Regions from separate parts of the Mus musculus genome. Here all the other regions are linked to region 3. The links are chromatin contacts, called in public promoter capture Hi-C maps. All regions are on one chromosome and are shown on one strand. The core of a region is the stretch at or near the end of the contact, and the rest is flanking DNA. Distances in the headings are between cores, read along the strand shown. Region 1 holds the start of Tec (tec protein tyrosine kinase). Region 2 holds the start of Slain2 (SLAIN motif family, member 2). Region 3 holds the start of Usp46 (ubiquitin specific peptidase 46).

Region 1 (2,700 bases), core at 1-2,500, 1.2 Mb before region 3:
GCAAAGGTATCGCCTACTAGAGCGCTTCACTGATTTGCATGTGTTTACAATACCTGTCCCCACACAATTCCACAAACCCGAAGGCACACACCCTTGTGGGAAGAACGAGGGTGATTTACATAGGCACCCTACAGAAAGCACCCCTGAGCTGGCAAGGAGAGGAATAGTGATCGGATTCATAAGTGTATGGCGAAAAGATAGGTCTGTCTTAAACAATGAAAATGTAACTGGACGACATGGATGTTTTCAAATACTTAATGTGTAAGTTTAGCCACAGCTCCCCCCAACCCCCGCCTCGCGGAAAAAAATCAAGCTCTTCCTTATTTTGAGTCTATAGACCACAGAGCTACAGTGTCGATCACTCAGCTATTAAATCCCAAATCTTACTTAGGAGACTCGATGCTTCCTCCTACCGCGCCTCGGCTCTGTAAAAGAATTATATAGACGGGAATAGGTTGTCAGAGTTTCCTTAGAGGAAAATGGGAACTCACTGGAAAAATGTAAAACCTCTGCTTAAAGCATGCAACTATTCTGTCTGGATAGGCTCCAAACCCACTTAACCAAGCCAGCCACCCAGTTGTCCCAATTTAACACTGCGATCAACTCTTCTAACCAAATATTCCACTTTCCAAAGATAAGCCCGAATGGGACCTGGTACACAGAAACATATTCGCCAACGACAGGAAAAAGTTAAGAAATGTCAGATCCAGGGGAAATTGCACAGTCTCGGGACAAGGTCCACGTAGTTTTTCCCACTTTGATTCTTCGAGTCCCTGTTTATCAAGATCCAGATACCACTTTCCAGAAGAGAAAAATAGCTAAAGAAGTACGTGCACCTGCTCGGGCACAAGCAACTGTGGACTGTCTTCCTGGATTCGAACTTTACCGCGGGACAAGCAGAAAGAAGAAAGGCCCCCTGCCGCTCAACTGGGAAAGGAACTCAATCGCGAGTCCTCTCGGCTCAGATACCAAGTCCAAAAGGGCTCAGATCTGCAGCCACCGGGGAAGGCGCGGCCATCAGGGGAGCGCACCTGTCCCTTCTTCCTGGCCCAAGGGGGACGGGCCTCTGACCTGACGCAGAGAGTCCGCTCTCACCTCCGTGAGAAGGGTAGAAAAATCCTCCCTAATCCCACTAAGGTCAGTCTCCCGCAGGTGGAGGCCAACTCCGTGAGCGCCGAGAGTCCCTTGGTTCTTACCTTGACGGAGCGCGTGCCGAGACAAGCCAAGACAGAGCGACGTCCAAACTGCGGAGCCCGGAGCTCGGCAAGCGCTGACCAAACCCATCGGCCACGCCCACCGCCCGGCTCCTCCCTGGCCCCGCCCCCTCGCCGCGCCGCCTCTGCCCTCCGCTGCCCACAGCGCCAGTGTCCCACCTTCCTTCCGCGATTTCAAAGCCAAAGGGAAGAATCGGAGCTCGCGGTCCTGCGGCCGAAGTTCCAGGGAGCGTCTCTTATCCAGACAGACGCGGCGTGGGGTCTCTCTAAGTCCGGACTTCCCATCCTAAGAGAACCGTCCAGAAAAATGCTCCTTCGTCCCCGGCTCGGAGAGCCGGTAGCAATAGCACTTGTGGGTGGCTAAGAACCGACCTCCACTTCCGCTTAGCCCCTCGCGGGCGAAACCGGATGATGCTGTGCTCTGGGGTGATAGAAGAATGGGTGGCTTGACTGACAAGCCTGAAGCATCAGAGCCTAGCATAGGGTCACCCACTTACATTATTACTGTTGATACACTAATAATGAAAACAACCTTCAAGTTATTCACTTTAAATACTGTAAAATTCTTAGACTCCAGGAAAGAACGTGCCGTTTGTCACCTAGCTAGCTAGCTAACTGAGAAGCTGTCCTGGAAAGGCTGGGGCTGTAGATCAGTGGTACAATGTTTGCTTAACATGCACAAGGCCCTGGGTTTGATTCCCTACTTTCAAGTCTAAGTTGTCTTTGATGGTAGTCTTGAGTCTTAGCCACTGTTATCTGATCTCATCCATCCTGTACTGTCAGACAGGCATGGTGGCCCACATATTTTATTCCAGCTGAGAGGGCAAAGGCAAGCCCATTTCTAAGCATTTAAGGCCAGTCTGGTAAACATAGTGGTTTCCAGGCCAGCCAGGGCAGGGATATGAGGACCTCTCAGAAGGAGAGAGACACAGGATAGGACTGTAATGTTCATAATAGTCCATGGGAATAAAAGACTGAGTTCGCCTTTGGGATGGAGAGAGAAATTAATTTGTAAAATGCTTGCTATGCCGAAGGTTGATCAGGTAGAGCCCATGTTTTTAAAAAAAAAAAAAAAGGAAAGAAAGAAAGAAAGAAAGAAAAAGGGAAGAGAAAGAAAGGAAGGAAGGAAGCTGTTTTTCACCTGTACTCCAGAGCTGGAGGCAGAACCAAGCATAGCTTGGCCAGTCAATCTAGCCCAACTGGCCAGCTCCGGGTTCCATGAAAGACTTTATCTCAAATAATATGGAAGAGAGCAATTGAGAAAGACACTTAGCCTCTGACCTCCACAGTGGAGCCTTTACATAGGGAGAAAACCAATATACCGGTAAGCAAAGAAACCATTTCACAGGTGAGAAATGTCTTGGCTGAAATAAACTGGGGTAATGAAAGAGAGATTGATGAGGAAGGAGGACTTCTCAAAGGAGGACTCTGTGGAGCTGAGGTTGAACAGTGAATCAGGCAGCCAACCTGAAGACGACGCTCGCGA
Region 2 (2,700 bases), core at 4-2,503, 1.2 Mb before region 3:
TGGAGGAGGCAATTGGAGTCAACTGCAAACATCAGCCAAAAATTTGAGAGACCAGGCACGGTTGGCTGCTTACCGTATAAGTAAACCAAGCAGCTCACAACTGACAACTGTGGAAGAGTGAGCCAACATGACAGAAAAAAAGCGTTTAAGTTTTGTTTGCAGTCGCTTCCACCAGTACGCATTATAAACAGATGCCACCGAGGGCAGAATTTTACATTTACCACCCCTCAACATTCTCTATTGCCTGTCAACGGGTTGCTTGAATACTTTTCATGTACAAGTTAAAAAAAAAAATTCAAGGAGCATATGCCTTTAATCCCAGCTTTTGAAAAAAAGGCAGAGGATGAGTTTTTCGAGGTCAGCCTGGTCTACAGAGCGTGTCTCAGGACAGCCAGGAATACACAGAGAAACCTTGCCTCAAAAAACCCAAAAAGTCAAGACATACTATTAAAAAGTCTTTTGGGGGCGAAGGGAGAACCCAAGGAATACAATGCACATTAATTACTACCGTTGAAAGATTAGTACAGAAGTGTTTTCCATCATCCTCTTGTCTCTGGACCTGTAAACCTTAAGCCAACGAAACAAAACAACCCCTGCCCACGTGTTTTAAACGGATGAAATAATGCCTTTAAAAGTGCTTAGCGCAGTGTCTGGCTTATAGGAACCACTCAACAAATTACGGTTATCATTTTGACTTCCGAGCTCTGAACCATTCGGGATTCGGGTTCTCATTTTCAGGGGATGGAACGGACGAGCCACAGATGGTCTCTGGGGCTGCTGCCAGCTCCGACAGTCTCCGGTTTCAAGCAGGAACCAACTCAGTATTGCCAAACAAACCAAGGGAACGGTCCATGCGACCAGGCGGGGCCGTCCGACCGCGAGTCTCCGCACAGACGCCTAGGGCGGGGCTGAACCCGAGCCCGAGCCCGAGTCGGAGCCGGAGCCAGAGTCCGGTTCTGGGTCTCACACCCGCCCGCGATGAGCTTTGGGGAGGGTAGGCGGCCAGGGCAAAACTCCAGCGATAGCTTAGCCCAGCCCGGCCGGGCCCTGCCCACCTTTGCCGGCGCCCACCACACCCCTTCCGGCCGGGGCCCCGCCCCAAACAATGACCACGCCCCTCCGGGCCCTGTCCCGTTTCAGGCCCCGCCTCCAGCCCCGCCCCACCGCGAGCCGGGCGCTTAGTTCTTTCAGCCCGCGGGCGGCCACGTCCTCCCCCGACGCTCTGAGGTCACCGACCGGGCTGGCCGGCAGGGGGCGGAGGGACGGAGGGAAGATGGCTGCCGAGGCCGGATATTGGCGCCGCCTCCCCCAGTCGCGGAGCCGGCGCAGATGAGGCGGTTCGGCTGGGGCCAGCGGCGCTTCGCAACCCGAGCCGGGGAGACCCTGGCGGTGGGGCCTGGCCCTGCTCTATGCCGGCGCCTCGGCTAGCGTGAGCGGTGGCGGTAACGCCTCTCTTTCCCCCCGACCCCGCGCTTCCCCTGCGGCTTGGGGAGTCGGAGCGGGCGGCGCGGCCGGCATGGAGGACGTTAACTCCAATGTGAACGCGGACCAGGAGGTGCGGAAGCTGCAGGAGCTGGTGAAGAAGCTGGAGAAGCAGAACGAGCAGCTGAGGAGCCGCTCGGGAGCCGTGCAGGGTGCAGGCCTCCTCGGGCCCGGCAGCCCAGCTCGGGTCGGCGTGTCCACCCCTTCGTCGGGCGCGGCGTCCCCTCGGGGCTTCCCGCTGGGCCTGGGCGCCAAGGCCAGCGGCGGGGCGGGCTCCGGCCCGCGACGGACCAGCAGCGAGGACCTGCGGGACGCCACCTCCTTGCTGGCGGCCGGCGAGGGAGGCTTGCTGGACGAGGTAGAGCCGCTGCGGCCCGACGAGCTGGAGCGCTTGTCAGGCTGGGAGGAGGAAGAGGAGAGCTGGTGAGCGCGGGGCGCTGGGCCCGGTGGGCCTGCGGGGCGGAGGGGTGTCCCTGGGGGAAAGCAGGGTGGGCTCGGCTTGTGGTGGGGACGCTGGCTTTTGCCTGTTTCTGCTGCGGGCGGGCAGGTCCGCTGGAGTTGGGGGGTTTCGAGGCGTGCCTTGGAAACGGGTTTGTAGCTAGTTCTCTGGGTCGTGGAACCTCTGGGTGCAGGACCCAACTGGACCCAGATGGGATCTGTGGCTTGGCACAGTCCCCCGTGGGCCCGCACGCTCAGAGCACTCAGAGGGTACCAAGCTGCTTCGTAGGAAGGGATCCTGCTTTGTGTGAAAGACGGGCTTTCGGATGGTGGTCTGAGCGGTTTGGATTGTAGGGAGGGGTCTGCTTCAAGAGGTAACAACCAGGTGCGGGGACATAGAGAGTAGCTACTAGCAGGCAGTGCTTTGGACCGGAGTGAGATGGGGATGTTTGTGGGGAGGCCGGGTGGACGTCACTCCCCTTTGGGTAGTGGGGGGAGTAAAGCTTTGCTTTGTGTGAGGAGGGCAGTGGAGAGGGATGGGGCTGCTTTGTGTGAAGTCGGTGGTGGATCGGGGAACCCTGAATTTTATATTGGAAAACAAGAATTGCATACGACATAATTTCGGAGCCGTGAAGCAATAGTTAGTTATCCAAGCTGACTATCATTTCCGTGCCTGCCATCCTGGAGGCAGAGAAAGGGTCCTAGTTAAAAATCTAGACCAAAGCCGGAGTTATCACGAGGCACCTCTTGACGAGCTGAGGTGACCCCACACCTTAAAGT
Region 3 (2,700 bases), core at 43-2,542:
AGGCCTCCTCAGATTTCCTTTAGATGCTAGCATTACTGTCTAACTTGGTGGCGGAGGGGGGTGGGGGCGGGGATGGATTCCCCAAAATGGAAAAACAAAACAAAACAAAAAAAAAAAAAAAAACAGTGTTCCAGTTTGAAGGGGGTCTAAGGGGGTGAGGATACAGAAAGTACAGGCAGAACACACACCCTCCTCAACTCCCACACCCCAGTGCCTTACCCCTGACCTCCCTATGGCTCCCACAAGTGGGGGTGCTAGCTGAGTACACTCAGTGGCCCCAAGGGCTAGAAACTGGTCCCGAGGAAACTAAACAGAACTGGAAAGTAATGGGGGAAATCTAAATTAAAGTGACTGCTGGGTAACACCCCCCCCCAGACCCCCACCCTATCAGACAGACCAGGCAGTGTCCAAGCTAAAAGGAGAGGAGGCGGGGCAGGACAACCCCTGCAGACTTCCTCACACCTACAGCCACTCACTCCCAGGGCCTGCAAACGTTCCTGTCTCCTTATAATCTCCTGCATGCAGGTGGGGAAACTGAGGCCTCCAGAACAAATTGCCATGCTTTTCCGATACCAGGTTTTAGTTCACCTCTCTAACCAGATTCTTCACTTGGAATTTTTATTTTTTATTTATTTTTTATTTTTTGGTCACAGCTTTCATGTCTATCCAATTTCTCCTGGTAAGAGCACTGCTGTTGCAAAGTGAATCTTAAATACAATCAAGGCTGAACTCCAGAAGGAGCAGAGGACAGTCGGCGAGTCCAGTAAGGGTTTATTTACTGCACCAGAAGGATTTGCTTCCTTCCACTCCGGGCTCGTACCCTCATGGTCCTCCCTCGGGACTTCGCTGTGCAGCCACCTCGCACCCTCCACCTCCACCCCCACCCACCACCCGCACCGCAACTCGAGGGCGGGGGCATGGGGCCGCCCTGGGGATCCCTGGGATCCGCTCGGGGTCCCCGGCTGGGACAGAGGTGGGGGGGACTGCGGTCAGCCGGCCCAGCCTCGGGACCGGGAACTTCTGGCCGCACGGCCCCCACGACCGCGGCGCGCGTGCAGCTCCAGCCCGGGGTTCCCTTTCTTTGCCTGGCTCGCTGCGGGCGCGACCCCCGGAGGCTCGGCGGCCACTCACCATATTACAGATGGAGGCGATGTTTCGGACAGTCATTAGTCTAAAGGTTGCAGCGATCGCGCACCGCCATCTTTACCAGGGGAAAACGGGACTGTCCATGGTGGCGCGCAGCGAGGCCGGGTGGCGGCGAGGCGGCCTGGGGCCGGCTTGCAGTGGGGTTGGGCGAGCGAGGCCGGGCGGCGGCGAGGGCGGGGCGGCGGCGCGGGGCGGGGAGTGGCGGAGCGACGCAGCCCGGGCCGCGGCCGGCGGGAGGAGGAGCCCGGAGCCGGGAGGCGCGGAACCGAGGCCACTGCTATGCTCCCGCTGCCAGCCAGGACCCGCTCGGCTGACCCCACTGGAAGCCGTTCTTGCTCCTCTGCCCTAGGGTCCCGCTCGGTGCCAGCTGCACCGTAAGGCCAGCCCCGAGCAAACCCAGCACCGCGGCCTTTCCGCCGGACCCAGGACCGTACCGGGCACTGGGCTGGGGACCTACACCGCGGGGACACGGGCGTGCTCGCTTCCCGGTTTCCCTCTGCCCGTTTCTGCTGGTGTCCAGCAAGCCTTGGGCGTTAGGGATTAGCTAGTGGAGGATATGAATAAGGGTCTAAGGGTGAGTGTAGTCAACTTTAAAGTTTCTCTCCAGGGTTCTAGCCAGATGGCATCCGCCGGAACCCGAAAAGTAAAATGAGACCAGGACATGGGCGTGGCCAGAAAGCCCTAGCCAGCAGCAACCCAGCTGCCTAGGGAAAGGTTCCCAGAAAGGAAAGAATTCCGGGTCTAAGCAGGCACACTCGGGAGATTTGTGACATTAGCAGGTACAGAGGAAATGGCCAGGTTCTGGGCGGTACTAGAGGCTGTCCAGGAAATACCAAAACAAAACTTTCCTATCTCCCATCCTCGGAGCTCCTGATCTCAGTTTTGTTTGAGCTTTTACACCTTCCTGCGGAGGCCCAGACTGCAGGCTCAGGGTGCACACTGTACACACCACTTGAGGGATATGTTCGTGAGAACTGAAAGAGTTCATTTCAAACATGGGGAATAATTGTGCAGACAAGTTTGCAGTCCCAAGCTTTCCACAGGGAAGTTGTGCATGTGAAACGTGATAAATTCCCAAACCAATGTATTTTGTGGAGAATTAAATTAGGAGAGAAATTAATATAATTGAAGACAGCTCTGTCTAGCCAAGAGTAACATACTGGGGGCTGGGGGGCTAGGGTTATACACATAACATGAGAGCCATCCATCCATTGGTAATTCTTCTAGGATCTGGGGTGGAAATAGAAGACAAAACCACTGACTGAAGGGTGAGGGTGGGGGACGGGTCACATGGATACTGTATTTTTCAGTGTGTAGAAGGATTAATATTCCTGCTCACAATGACTCATTCTACCTGAATTTTACTTTCATTCTTTTTTACTGCTGTCAGTTACGACTCTTCCAGCTTCTACATGATTAGTTAATAGACATGGTTAGCTCCATAAGGCTTACAGAGCAGGTATCCAACCCAGCTCTGTGTTTCTCAAATAAATAGTACAGATAAAGGCATGCTAAACTTAGGAGGGGCACCATTTGAGGAGGGGGCAGGGGAGG

What was found. Promoter capture Hi-C pulls out the DNA fragments that hold promoters and counts their contacts.
Region 1: a contact with region 3 is called in a promoter capture Hi-C map of pre-B cells, with 2.6 times the contacts expected there. The contact joins the promoter of Tec here to the promoter of Usp46 in region 3. A contact is called at or near these places in 2 of 39 promoter capture datasets (liver and pre-B cells).
Region 2: a promoter capture Hi-C map of liver shows a contact between it and region 3, with 2.2 times the contacts expected there. The contact joins the promoter of Slain2 here to the promoter of Usp46 in region 3. A contact is called at or near these places in 2 of 39 promoter capture datasets (liver and pre-B cells) and 1 of 115 datasets of contacts at active chromatin or transcription factors (pancreatic cancer cells).

What each region holds. Positions count from the first base shown.
Region 1 is chr5:72,867,198-72,869,897 of GRCm38.p6, forward strand. It overlaps Tec (tec protein tyrosine kinase), which reads right to left and starts at 1,251. Exons shown (of 19, transcript NM_001113460.2): 1 at 1,197-1,251.
Region 2 is chr5:72,913,109-72,915,808 of GRCm38.p6, forward strand. Slain2 (SLAIN motif family, member 2) reads left to right here and starts at 1,254. Exons shown (of 8, transcript NM_001113423.2): 1 at 1,254-1,905. The coding sequence starts at 1,517.
Region 3 is chr5:74,067,119-74,069,818 of GRCm38.p6, forward strand. It overlaps Usp46 (ubiquitin specific peptidase 46), which reads right to left and starts at 1,293. Exons shown (of 9, transcript NM_177561.3): 1 at 1,132-1,293. The coding sequence starts at 1,167.